4 separate regions of the Sus scrofa genome follow, and regions 1, 2 and 3 are each linked to region 4. Evidence: chromatin contacts called from public HiChIP or PLAC-seq and promoter capture Hi-C data. All regions are on one chromosome and are shown on one strand. The core of a region is the stretch at or near the end of the contact, and the rest is flanking DNA. Distances in the headings are between cores, read along the strand shown.

Region 1 (3,134 bases), core at 493-2,992, 300 kb after region 4:
AGCCTTGAACTAGGCTTTTATCCAGTTCTTAGGCTGAGACAATTGAGAGCCAGGAAGCAAGTTTTCTCTGTGTTCTAAGCACTAGACTGCACCCAGAGACAGCCACGGATTCTGCTGCACAGAAGTGGTCTTGGGATTAGAGTGTTAACGGTTTGGTTCTTATCAAGAGTAAATATAGGAACCAACACATGACTCTTCAACTTCTACCAGACAACCGAGTGGGATGGTGTCCACTATGTTGTTACTGACTGCTGTCAAAAGGATTTCTGGGAAACTTCTGGAATTCAGCACCAGGGAGAAGTCTCATGAGCCAGCTCTACCCACAACTCACAGCATCTCCAAATGTGCCTGCACAGCCAGCAAGCTCTGAGCTACAGTGAAGCTCAAACATCATGGTTTCAAATGCTCTTGAACAGTCTAACTGCATATCTTCTTGGAAGTGACCTCGATTTTCTTTTTTTTTTTTTAAAGAAACAGATGAGCTCTCTATGTGGTAAATATATTAGAAGTCAGTGCCGGTGAGAGGCGGGCATATAGGTCTTGCTATTAAAAAGGAAAAAACTGGAGTTCCGGTCGTGGCTCATCCTCATGGAAACTAGTACAGCTGAGCCACAACCGGCACATCCCTGGCCTCCCTCGGTGGGTTAAGGATCCGACGTTGCCATGAGCTGCGGTGTGGGTCTCAGACGCAGCTCGGATCCAGCATTGTTATGGCTGTGCTGTAAGGCCACCCCTAGCCTGGGAACTTCCATATGCCGCAGGTAAGGCCCTAAAAAAGACCAAAAAAAAAGGAAAACACAAAGAAACTGGCCCTGCATGCACCTTCTTAGCTGCTTGCCCTCGCATAAGTCACTGCGACTCTCGGGGTCTCTATTTGCTTACTCGGTAAAATGAGGACAATGATGTCTGACCCGGTCCCAGGGTGGAAATGGGAACCGGCGAACACAATGCACTCAAGGCCACAGGCAGAGGGCACGGGGCCCCGGCTCCGCAGCCCCGTATTCTTGGTCGCCGGGCACAAGGCGGCGGCGGCAGCGGTCCCTGAGGTTTCCGAGAGGCCCGGGCATCCCTACCTGCTGTCCGTGTCCTCCTCCGGGTACTTGTCCACCACATTGATGATGTCCAGCACCACTAGCCCCACGCACAGGATCTGCTTCTCTTCCATGAGGCCGCTCCCGGAGCTTTCTCGGCTGGCCCGGCTGACGGGCTTCCTCCCGGGCTCGGCCTCTTATCTTGGAGGATCGTGTCCCGCTCGCAGGGGCTGTCCTGGCTCCTCCTCCGCGTCCTGAGCTCCTCCTCCAGGGAGTCTCCTCCGGCGGCGAGGGGTGCAGTGGGGTGCAGGGGACGGAGCCGGGCTCCTGCCCCCCACACCCACCGACCCCAGCGGGCCTGGGAGCGCAGACCCCGAGGTCTTGGTCCCCGGCTTTCGCTCAGCAGGCTGCGCGGCCCAGGAGATGGCTCCGCTTCCCACTTCTCGCCCTCAGTTTCCTCATTTGTCCGACGGACTCCGACTACCGCAAATCTCTCTAAAGCGCGGCTGGGCACCCTCTTGAATGCCAAGACAAAGTGGCAGCAGAAAGGCATCCCTTGCCCTGCCTCCCAGCACCTAGACGGGCGGCGTGAAGCAGGGCCTCGCAGCTACGGCCCGAGCCGGGCATCCCGAGCCGCCGCGGCTTGCGCTGTCCCGGCAGCCCCGCCCCCGAGCCTCGGCCAATCCCAGCGCGAGTCTAGCCTCCGTGGTGGAGCAGCGAGGGCCCGCGAGGTGAGCGGCGGCGGTCACGTGACGGCAGGCCCGCCTAGCGGCGCCGCGGTCCCGGCTTCCAGCGCCCTCTGGCGGACGCCCGCAGCAAGGGCGCGACCAGGAGGCAGGCCCCGCTGCGGCTCCAAGGGGGCGGGAGCCCTTCTGGCCCGCGCGTCCGGAGCAAGGGCTGGCAGAGCCACCCAGGCAGAGCGCAGAGCTCAAGCGGGGTCCGGGGTCCCAGGCTCTCTCGCCCCGTCCCCTGTGTACGCCTGTCTACGCTTGAACACACGCTGGAGTAAACGGCCTTTTTTTGTTGTATTTTGTTTTTTTTAGAAAAACCAAATGTCTTTATTCCTGAATAGTTTAGTATGGCGGTGGGGTCCCGAGGCCCCTCGAGAGAGAGCCCTGGAGCCCAGGGACTCGGTCTAGAGGCCAGCTGGGGGAGCAAAGGGTGCGAGGATTGGCTCCTCCGCAGTCCGGGTCTTGCAGGGGACGGCGATCAGTCCGAAAGTCTGAACGAGGGAACCCGAGTCCCCGACCCGGCGCGCTCCGACCGTGGGAAGGAGGCTGCTCCGGGCGCCTGTGCCGCGGCGGGTACGGAAACGGCGGCTCGCCCGGAGTCAGCGCCCAGTCCCAGGCGAGACCCGGCGAGCCCGCCGCCCCCGCTGGCTCTTTGGCGGGCGGTAGCCGGCGGCCCAGCCCCCTGTCTACACCTGTTACAGCTCCTGGTCCTCGTAGAGCAGGGCTCCGCTGAAGATGGTGAGCGGCTCCTCCGAGTGCGCCAGCTGCCCCATGACCAGGTCGATGCAGACCGTATCCCCGGCCTGCAGCGGCAGGATAAGGCTGAAGACGCCTAGGGCGCCCGGGCTGGGCTGGCTCTCGGCCACCGGCTTATTCTCCAGGCCCTCAGGCTCGTAGCCACCGGAGTCTATGCGGGCCACACCCAGGTTGGAGCGCGACAGCACGGCCTCCACTTTCTCGTGCCGATGCCCAGTCAGCACCGCACTCAGCAAGTAGCGTCCAGCCAGAGGGGCGGTGAACACGCCTGGGGACAACGGTGGCAGTCAGGAGGGAGACAGGTGGCAGGGGCCAGGAAGGTGTCTGGGAGCCCATCCAGAGCTCCTAGACTAGGGAGGGGCCCACTGGGAGCTTTGCCTCCCTTCTGCGAGAATGTAAGCTCCACAACAGCGGGGAAATGGGTGCTTTGTTCATTTCTGAATCGCCAGCATTTAAAACAGTGCCTGGGCAAGAGCAGGCCGCCCATAAAGAGCTGTGGGAAGATGGGCTCTTCCCTTCCCACCCCAGTCCTCAGCCCTCTGGTGAGAATGATGAAATGAAGGAAAGATTAATGAAGATTAAATGATTGAAGATTAAAAGATTAAATGAAGGAAAT
Region 2 (3,159 bases), core at 568-3,067, 260 kb after region 4:
TCACGGAAGGCCACCACCCTAATTCTGGACCCACGGAGGCTCCCTGGAGTGCCTCCTCTGAACCCCATGGTCCCTGCCAGGCCCCAGATCTCAGGGAGCCCCCAAAACACTCTGAAGGGCTGGCTGGCTGGAGCTCAGGTGTGTTCTCCAGTCCTGAACCCTGGAAGCCCCTTGTGGAGTCTGCTCTCTCCTGGCTGAAGGGGACCAAGCGCTCCTGAGGCCCCACTCAGCCTTCAGTGAATCCAATAAAGCCTGACCCTGCAACACTGGTTCTTGTGTCTTGCTGAGCAGATACAGTGCAGGAGGGCTCTACCTTCAGGGGGACCAGAACCCAACAAGGGGTGGGGGAAGAGTCAAAGGAAAACAGAAGGGCCAGGGAGAGTGGATGCCATGAACCTGAGGAGGGCAAGGGACCCACATGGATCTGAGATGTGCAGAGGGCTCTGTCAGGCCCTTCACACAATTCAATTCGGTGGACAGATAATAGCATCCTTAGAGATGAAGCCACTGGGCCCCCTCCTCTCACTGCACCTTAGGTTGTAAGGACTCAGGCCCATGTGGCCAGGGGAGCAGCAGGAGGGGACTCCTTGCAGGGAAGGGCAGGCCTAGCGTTCACACGAAGAAACATAGCACCCTTGAGGCAGAATGTTAACTCAGGTAGTCAGTGTAGGAGCATGGGCTTCCACGCATTCTGTGATATTAACATGTGTGGCTTAAGGGCTCCAGGGAGTAACATCCCCACAGCCCTTGTTTATTATAGGGAATGTACCTACCCCCAGATGGACATTAATCCCTAATCCCCCGTGACTCAGTTTACGGAAAGAAGAGGACAAAGAAACTCTGAGACTCACGGGACATTTCCATCCCTAGGACCCTATTGGACAAGGACTGACATACATAACTAAGCAAGGCCAATGGGAGAAGACCACATCTCTCTGGGCCCCACCTTGGTACCCCCCCAACTTTAAGGAATAAAACCCCCTATAGGACAATAGAGAAAGGGGGCTCCTCTCCCCCCTCCCAGCAACCCTGGGAGCGATCTACCTGCCTTTAATAAAAACTTTGCTTGCTTGCTGCCTGTGTGTTCGCAGAGTTCATTCTTTGACTGCCGTGAACAAGAACCCCGATTCGGGTATCATCTTTCTGGCATCACCTTCACTACCGTGATCAGAAACCCCAGAGACCCCTCGGAAGGGTAGGGGGCCAGGCCAAAACCTGCCCTGCCTGGTGGTCGAGTGGCCGCCCTCTGAGGGTATCAGAGGGGAGCAGCCCCCACCCACAAACCCCCAGCCGGAGGAGCAGGTGCAGAGCCTTCAGAATGGCCAGCACCCACCTCCGCCAAGGAAGAGGGCCGGTGTTGTTAGGGCAGGGAGCGGTTTTCTCATAACAGAAAGCGGTGGATTCCATGTTTGAAGCCAGGTCTGTTTTTAAAGTCCACGCTGCCTCGGTTAAGAGGCAGGGGACACAAGTCACATTTCCGGAGTGTGACCTGGGACAAAGACTTCATCTCGGGGGTAAAACGCAGAGGCTGCGCTTGACGAGTCTGCGTGTCACTCCTGAGGTGTGGACTGTCCTGATTCAAGAATTTCTTTATTGAAGGTTTATTCACGTCCCTGAACCTTTATTAGCTTCCCCTGCTGCTCCAGAACCACCAAAGATGCTTCCGTGAGGCGGGTACGTTCCCGCAAAAAGATGGCGGAACCCGTCGTCCCAACGCGGGCGGAGAACGGAATCCCGGCGCGGAGGTTCCGCCTGCCCGCGGCCGGCTAGTGCTGACGCGTATGGGCCGCCCTGCGCCTGCGCGGGGAGAGCGGGCTCGCTGCGCTTGCGCACTGCGCGTTGGCGAGACCGGGTTTGCCGGCCCGGGGCAGTGACAGGGATCCTTGTGTGTGGTTACGGTTTCGGCTTCCCGGTGGCAGGGAGAGGGGTCTGGGGTCCTCTGGCGGCCACAGGACCGACGTCAGCCGCGGCCGGAACCACAGTCGAAGGCCGGGCGCGGCATGTCCCGGGTGCCTCGACGCAGGCAGTGAGGCGCGCGGCGAGCGGGATGGGTCGACGCCGGGCGCCAGAGCTGTACCGGGCCCCGTTCCCGTTGTACGCGCTTCAGGTCGAGCCAAGCGCGGGGCTGCTCATCGCGGCGGGCGGAGGAGGTGCTGCCAAGACCGGTATAAAGAACGGCGTGGTGAGAGTACAGGGCCCCTGGGGCCGGGTCGCGCGCCGCGGGCTCAGGGCGATTCTGGGAGGGTCTCGGGGGCGGGCCGCACTCTTGCTTCGGACCCTTCCTCTCTCTCGGGTGGGAATGCTGGGCTTGCCGGGCGTCCCGGCGCGAGTTTCAGTCGAGAACTCGCTCACCGGTCAATTGAAAGACTCCTAAGGTAAAGTGAAAGCTGCACATAGCGCTGCCTAGGCAGGAACCTTTCGACTCAACCTCAGGCTCAGTTCTAGGGGTCTTATCCCGGCTTTTTCCAGGGTGGCCACCTGGGCTTGTCTGTCTGCCCTCTAGCAGCGGCGAGAGTGCAGCATAAACTAAGTGTTTTCACTTTTCTGGGCGTCAGCCTATTGTTCTGCAAACTAGAGGTGACCAGCCAACCTTGCTTGCTGTCCAGCCTCGTGAGGCTCAAAAAAAAAAAAAAAAAAAGTTGGAAAAAGTTTTGAAGTAGAAGGTGCAGTAAGCAAGGGGTAGGGCATCAGACCATAAGAGGAAAGTTGGCCTCGAGGTGCCCTCTGAGCCTTGCTCACCCTGGTTCCCTCTCCCACAGCACTTTCTGCAGCTAGAGCGGATTCATGGGCACCTCAGTGCCTCTCTGCTCCACTCCCATGACACGGAGACTCGCGCCACCATGAACTTGGCGCTGGCTGGCAACATCCTTGCTGCAGGGCAGGATGCCCGCTGTCAGCTCTTGCGCTTCCAGACCCAACAGCAGAAGGGCAAAAACAAGGCAGAGAAGGCAGGTGAGAGCCCCCTCTCTAGCTTTGGGCAAAGGGTTAAGTAAGATCTCTTTCGCCTTGGTCTCTGAAGAAGTGGGGGCTGGAGGCAGGGTTATGGTAGCAGAGGCCAGAAGCTCGAGGGTCACCCCTGGAGAGGGGGACCGGTTCCGCTTACTCCAGAAGCGTGGAACGTGGCAGGTTGTTTGTGTTGCAGCTTCCAAGGAGCAGGGG
Region 3 (3,240 bases), core at 225-2,724, 330 kb after region 4:
GCACCGCGGTGCCGGGACCCCGCTCTGCCAGGAAACAAGAAGTCTCTCGCCTATTGGCCACGGGGACAGCTGGCTACCCGCCCAGTAAGGCTCGCTGCCATTGGTCAGCACGCCGGGGTTGCCTCGCACGTTTGGCGGGTACCTGAGCCGGTACCGTTTACGGGACTCCGCCCGCAGGCCGGGCGGGAGGGTTCCGCCCGCGTCTTCGTAGAAGGCAGTTAACGGACTGCCCGCCGGGAGGAGGAAAAGACAAAGTCACCAAGAAGGGCACCGGAAGACTCATCTGCAAAAATAAAAGGACCGTATGCGAATCCAAGCATTGCCTACTGTACTATTCTGTGAATTATGAAACGCCCACCTAGTCCACCCTCTCCTAAGGTTTAGGGATTCTCCAACGCGTAGAGCAAAAACCGAGTGGAGGATGCGGGCATCGATCCCGCTACCTCTCGCATGCTAAGCGAGCGCTCTACCATTTGAGCTAATCCCCCGGCTGCTGCTGAAGTCCTTCCCTTTGCCTTACAGGTTGTTCTGGGGTGTCCACTGACAAGAGCACCCACTATAATTCAGAATATTCGTTCAGTTCTCGAGTGCAGTGGAGCCAGTGCAGTGGTATCACTGCAAGATTTTTTAAAGCAAGCATATAATAATTACACGCAAGCAATAATAAGGCCTACGTAACTTACAAGAGAGCGTGCTGAGTACTTGCTGCATACATGCACGGAGCAGCGGCAGTGCTCATTCAAACATTCTAGGTAAAGCCTTTTTTCCCGAAACGGGTAGGGGTTTAAAAAACGTCAGACGAAGTCCTTCGAGCCGGAATCGAACCAGCGACCTAAGGATTGCCAGGGGTAATCCACTACAGTCCTCCGCTCTACCAACTGAGCTATCGAAGGCTCCGCTGTTTCCCAAAGCTGCGGATGTCCTCTAATACTTACCAAGATCGCACTCCTTCAGGGTCTCAATGGTTTTCCCGTGCCCTGGTCTCCAGCTCCTCTAGGCTGCACAGAACAGAGGAAGCCGGAGACAGAGGCGCGAGCAATGGAAGCTGCCAAAGGAGCCACTTTCCAGCCCTAGACGAAGGAAACACCGGCAATACACTTCCGTTTCCTTGCTTTTTACGAAGCGATACCCCCACCCCTCACGCGCGGTGGCTTCTACAGAACTGCGGACGCTTAGAGATCTGGCCTACAACCCTGACTTCTGGACCCCATTTCTCGGGTGGGGCGGGTACGCACAGGTGGTCAAAAATCTCCCCGCGCCGGCCGGGTTTGCAAACCCCGACGGCTTACGTTAGCTATTTCCGCCCCTCGTTTCCCTCGGGTTTCTCCGGAGGCGCCAATAATATCCTACTGCCTTCCTGATGTGAAGGACATTCATTCAGTCGATTACCCCACGTTTGTCAGGATCTCTTCCGCCTGAGAGCAGGAAAGATACAAACCACGGAGCTGCAGGAGACGAGCCGGGCGGCGCAGCAGTGTTGCGCTGGACGCCAGGGATTAACCACTGCGGGCGGGGCCCTAAACCCGGCAGGGAGTCGGGCGGCTCAGTTCCACCCGGCCCCCTCCCCTGCCCGCCTCACACCTGCACCTCTCTCTTTCGGGGACTGCATGCCAGCGGCCCACAATCCTTTGACCAACCAAAGGCTCCTGGGGTTTTAAAACAAAGAAACAAACCTAAACCCCAGCTAGAGCGTGGAGTTTTGCTTCGCGATGTGGCGGGGTGCGTGTTCGGGGAGACCTGCTCTCCATTGCCAGCTCTGCGGCAACTGTTTATGCTACCTGGAATCACAGTCGCCCGGGCAGATCCAGGTCGGGCGATGATTTCAAGCCCCTTGTAGCTCCGATATTTTATGGGGTCTCTCCGGCTGAGCTTTAAATCGGAGGTTTCACTGACCACAACACGAGGTTCACCTTGGGCCCATCCGCAAAGCAGGAGATGAATATTTTCGCATTGATGTACCGCTATAACTTTATTCTGCCGCTGCAAATGCTACCATTGTGTCTGAGAGCGTTAACTTGGGGTAGTTTTCTCGGAGCGGTGTTTAGCGCTCTCACCCTTGTTCTTGAGGGGAGGCCGGGGCTGGAAAGCAGAACATATTTAATTAGGTTGCTTTGGGTTGTTTTTGTTTGTTTGAGCGAAATTCACATAACAGTTCTAAAGTATGACCTATTCAAAAGCAGGAACAATTCAGTGGCATTTGGTGCGTTCTCCATGTTGTGCAAATGATCACCCTCTCTAGCTGAAAAACTTTTAAAAAATCACCGTAGAAGAACACCGGGTGTGCAGGTCACCCAGCCCCTGGGAACAGGTCATCCACATTCTGTCTTCAGGAATTTGCCTTTTCTGGAGATTTCATATATAAGAAATCATAAACGATGTGGCCTTTGGTGTCTAATTCCTTTCACTTTAAAAAATTGAAGGGTAGTTGATTTACAATGTTGTGTTAGGTTCGAGTGTACAGCAGAGTGATTCAGAATATATATATATAACAATATGAGTATTGCTCCCTGTGCTATAGTAAGGGAGTTGGTAAGTCCTTGTTACCTATCTATTTTTAGCATAATATCATAATATCATATGATTATCATAATATTTCGAGACATCCAAATGGTGGCATGTATCAGTACTCCGTCCCTTTGTACAGCTAAATAATATTTCATTCCTTTGTTTATCTGTTCTTCTGCTTATGGATCTCTAGGCTATTTAATCCTTTTGTCTTTTATGAATAGCAGTGCTATAAACATTGGTGTACAAGTTTCTGTGTGTTTTCATTTCTCTTGGTGTACTCCTAGGAATGGGATTGCTGAGTTTTATGGTAATTAGATGTTTAACTCTTTGACGACTGCCAAATTGTTTTCCACAGCAGTTGAACAATTTTCCAAATCCCACGGCCAATGTAGGAGGGTTCCAATTTCTCCAACATTTATTTTCTATTTTTTTTATTGTAGCAATGTTTCAATACATTGAGATCAATTAATAATAAGCAAATATGCCATTAAGGCTTCTTTGAGATCATCATTTGAATAGCCATTTCTCTTTTGCTTTTTACCAAAATGTGTTGAAATATCTATCCTATTGTCAGACGCAGTTTATATCCAAATTTTCACTGTTAATAGAGCTATAATAAATGTTCTTTTTAAATTTATTAAAGTATAGTTGATTTAGTCTTGTATCAATTTCTGTTGTATGGCAAAGTGACCCAGTCACACATACACATACATCCTTTTTCTCATACTATCT
Region 4 (3,310 bases), core at 578-3,077:
TCAAAATACAGAAGCTTCTGATCAACACCAATCTTTTGAAAAGCCTTCATTTCTTTTTAGAACTCTCAGATGCCCCCTTCTGTCCATCTCTGCCCTCACCTATGCTATGTTTAACCCAAGTCAAGAGATCTTTATTAAATGACTTTCCAGTAAATATCAGAGGGCAACAAAGCACTACAGAGAAAAATCTGGCAAAAATGTTACTTGGCCTATGTTTATTTCTAAGTCTCTGCCTATCATAGATTTCAGTCAACTAGCCAGAGAAGCTATTATCTGCATGTCTTAGTAATCTATCAGAAAACTCAAGTTAGAGAACATTTTCCTTCTTCTTCCCCTGAAAAGTAGCTAAGAAAATGTAAGAAAGTTCATATGGGTTACTTACTAGAGCAGCTTTATTTAAAGAATGCATCCTGAATCTGAACAGCTAAGTAAAGTTCCCAGTTACATTATAACAAGAAATACCAGGACGTCTTCCCTTACGGCCAAGCGGGTTACCGATCCCGCTTTGCCACAGTGCGGCGCAGGTGGCAACTGCGGCTGAGGTTCAATCCCAGGCCCAGCAACTTCCAAATGCTGTGGCGGGCTTGCCCCCACCTCCCCCTCCGCCCCCAACAAAAAGGAAGTTCTAACACTGGAAGCCAGCAGCCAATGGGCACTAAAGAAACTTCTGGACCCCACTGTAGGGCACGCAAGAGACGCCAAACCTTTATCTGACATAGAGATGCTCTTTGAATGTGCTTGTCCTCTTCCTCCCCAATCCTTCCCCGGTAGGCAAAATGAAGGCAATGCCCTAAATTCCCCAGCACTCCCTCGGCCGATGAGAAAAGCTTCGCAACACTAGGAGTGTTTATCTGGGCGTTCTTCAGAAGTTTAAATGAGATTACACACGGAAAAGGCCATTTTCGCCTCTAAAGGGAATCTCCTCGCCGCCTCCAGCTCCCCCCCCAAGATGCAGTGTTCACTTCAAAGCAATGTAGGTAGATTGTTGCAAAGTTTTTTTCCTGCCAAGTTTTTCATTTATTGGACTGCAGCTTCTCAGCATTTCAACTCCTCAGCCACAGCTCGCAGGCCACAGGCCTCACGACCGCCCTCAACCAGAGCGGACCACAGAGGGCCTGAGACTGCAGGCCCGTCCAGTCGGATATAAAGCAAGCTCGGGGAGGAATTTCACACTCCAACAGGTCGCCCAGCCCACTGTCTGCGAAGGCGCGCGGGGCCCCGGGCAGGCCCTGCGGGGAGCGCCAGCCACCTCATCAAAGGCCGGCCGGGCGGCGCCGACAGGGGCGCAGGCCACGCCCCCGCGCAGTCGGCACGCCGGCCCCGCGAGCAGGCGCGGCCCGACGCTGCGCTTCCGCAGGCCGCCGGGCCGCGACCGCCGCCCCCGCCCCCGCCCCCGCCGCCAGCCCCGCCTCTCGCCAGCCGGAGTTCGACACCAATGCCGGGGCCTCGCGCCCCGCGCCCCGCACAATTCTGGGAGCCGCCGCCGCTCGCAGCGGTCCGGGAGGGCCGGGCAGGGGCTCGGGGGGCGAGGTGGCCCTCGGCTCCAGCGGGCTGGGCCTTGCTCGCCAAGTGAGCAGGGCCGCCTCCAGACACCCGCCTGCCCGGGTCCCACGGTCCGGGCCGCGGAGGCCCGTCCTGCCGTCCTCTTGCCGCAACCCTCTCTCCCCCTCGGTCCCCTCGGCGCTCACCTCCCGACTCCGCACCCTCGGTCTGCGCTTCAGCTTCAGCTCGGGTTCCGGGGCCCCGGATCCGAAAGACTCCCTCACAGCTGCGCTCCGCGGCGCAACCGAACTGCGGGCCCCGCCCTCGCGGCGTCCGGACGAACAGATGGGCGGTGCCGCACGGCCGTTGGGTTTCCATTGGACAGGGCGGCCAGGGTGGGCGGTACCCCGGGCGGACTGTCGCTGGTAGGGGTTGTCTTCAACCCGGTCTCCTCCCCTTGAGCTTGTCCGGCTGAGACCTCTGGGAGGGTTCCGTGTATTCGCTCTCAACTGGGGCTCGTCTGTGTCCACCCCTTCTGTCCAGTCCTTGTGCCCCCGATAGTTCTGCTGGGCGAAAGGAAAGCCTTCCCCTCTTCTTGAAGGCGCCATGACAGTTCTAGTCCGACCGAAAGACAAAAGGGGTGAAAGACGTAGCCTCAATCCGAAAAGAGCGCCCACCCACTTTGATTATACGGGAGTGAGACTGCGCAGGACGTCAATTCTTCAGAAAACTTTTTTTTTTTTAATTAGTGAACACATTAACGCAGAACTAATGGTTAACGCTTGGCAATTGGATAATACTGATTATTTGCCAGAGCTTTGCAAGAGGTTTTCATAGATGTTTTCTCGCTTGTCTGTCATGAGAAATTGAAATTTGTCATGCAAGAGTAGTTAACGAATGCAAAAATATCAAACCAGCGGCATTAAACGATTTACCGAAAGTTGGTAAGAACCAAATCCCATGCATGTAAGATTTATTTAAAAAGACTTTCTTGAAAAGATGTTTGGAAAGAATTTAGATCGTTAGGAGATAAAACGATGATATGGATGAGCCCATTGATCTTTGAGAACTAAACCTGTGGCGAAGGAAAGATAACTCTGCTCTTAGGCACGTACTGTGGAAGGAAGAAGATGAATCAGTCATCACTGCTTGGGAATGTCATAATCACCAAACTTCATTGCCCTTGAAGGGACTCTCTAATCCTGTTTAACTGGGAGAAAGGAAGGCTTCTGGCAAATGCCCTCTAACTTTCCAGCTCTTCATCTCAAAATATTTATTTTAAAATCAGACTTTCTTAAAAAACAAGAATCCGACTAAGAACCATGAGGTTGCAGGTTCGATCCCTGGCCTTGCTCGGTGAGTTAAGGATTCTGCGTTGCCGTGAGCTGTGGTGTATGTAGGTCGAAGACTCGGCTCGGATCCCGCGTTGCTGTGGCTCTGGCATAGGCCAGCCGCTACAGCTCCAATCGACCCCTAGCCTGGGAACCTCCATATGCCCTGGGAAGAGGCCCTAGAAAAGGCAAAAAAGACAAACAAAAAACAACAACAAAAAAAACCCCAGACTTCCTTCCTTGGTTCTTTCACCTTTAAAAGAGGTTGAACACTCTTAGAAAGCTGATGAAACTTTGTTTTTTGGGGTTTTTTGCTCGTTTGTTTTTTGTCTTTTTAGGGCCACACCCTCGGCATATGGAGGTTACCAGGCTGGGGTCTAATCAGAACTGTAGCCGCTGGCCTACACAGCAACAATGGATATTGTTCTATCCCTGGCCTTACTCAGTGGGTTAAGAATGCAGTGTTGTGGTGAGCTGTGGTGTAGGTCGCAGACGTG

The links. Promoter capture Hi-C pulls out the DNA fragments that hold promoters and counts their contacts. HiChIP or PLAC-seq counts read pairs in DNA pulled down with a chosen protein or histone mark.
Region 1: a promoter capture Hi-C map of fetal liver shows a contact between it and region 4, with 2.1 times the contacts expected there. The contact joins the promoter of KHK here to the promoter of NRBP1 in region 4. A contact is called at or near these places in 1 of 5 promoter capture datasets (fetal liver) and 1 of 2 datasets of contacts at active chromatin or transcription factors (skeletal muscle).
Region 2: a contact with region 4 is called in an H3K27ac HiChIP or PLAC-seq map of alveolar macrophages. The contact joins the promoter of PREB here to the promoter of NRBP1 in region 4. A contact is called at or near these places in 1 of 47 Hi-C or Micro-C datasets (heart right ventricle) and 1 of 2 datasets of contacts at active chromatin or transcription factors (alveolar macrophages).
Region 3: a contact with region 4 is called in a promoter capture Hi-C map of fetal liver, with 2.4 times the contacts expected there. The contact joins the promoter of AGBL5 here to the promoter of NRBP1 in region 4. A contact is called at or near these places in 1 of 5 promoter capture datasets (fetal liver) and 1 of 2 datasets of contacts at active chromatin or transcription factors (alveolar macrophages).

What each region holds. Positions count from the first base shown.
Region 1 is chr3:112,029,873-112,033,006 of Sscrofa11.1, forward strand. It overlaps KHK (ketohexokinase), which reads right to left and starts at 1,743. Exons shown (of 8, transcript XM_003125300.4): 1 at 1,074-1,743. The coding sequence starts at 1,165. EMILIN1 (EMILIN-1) reads right to left here. Exons shown (of 8, transcript XM_003125303.4): 8 at 2,038-2,786. The coding sequence ends at 2,458.
Region 2 is chr3:111,990,547-111,993,705 of Sscrofa11.1, forward strand. It overlaps PREB (prolactin regulatory element-binding protein), which reads left to right and starts at 1,818. Exons shown (of 9, transcript XM_003125297.4): 1 at 1,818-2,182; 2 at 2,760-2,952; 3 at 3,143-3,159. The coding sequence starts at 2,048. PRR30 (proline-rich protein 30) reads left to right here. Exons shown (of 2, transcript XM_021088424.1): 2 at 1-940. The coding sequence ends at 22.
Region 3 is chr3:112,065,473-112,068,712 of Sscrofa11.1, forward strand. AGBL5 (cytosolic carboxypeptidase-like protein 5) reads right to left here and starts at 1,475. Exons shown (of 16, transcript XM_021087715.1): 1 at 936-1,475; 2 at 143-283. TRNAA-AGC (a tRNA gene) reads right to left here and starts at 488; the gene lies at 416-488. It overlaps TRNAY-GUA (a tRNA gene), which reads right to left and starts at 893; the gene lies at 805-893.
Region 4 is chr3:111,731,190-111,734,499 of Sscrofa11.1, forward strand. It overlaps NRBP1 (nuclear receptor binding protein 1), which reads right to left and starts at 1,828. Exons shown (of 18, transcript NM_001244239.1): 1 at 1,689-1,828.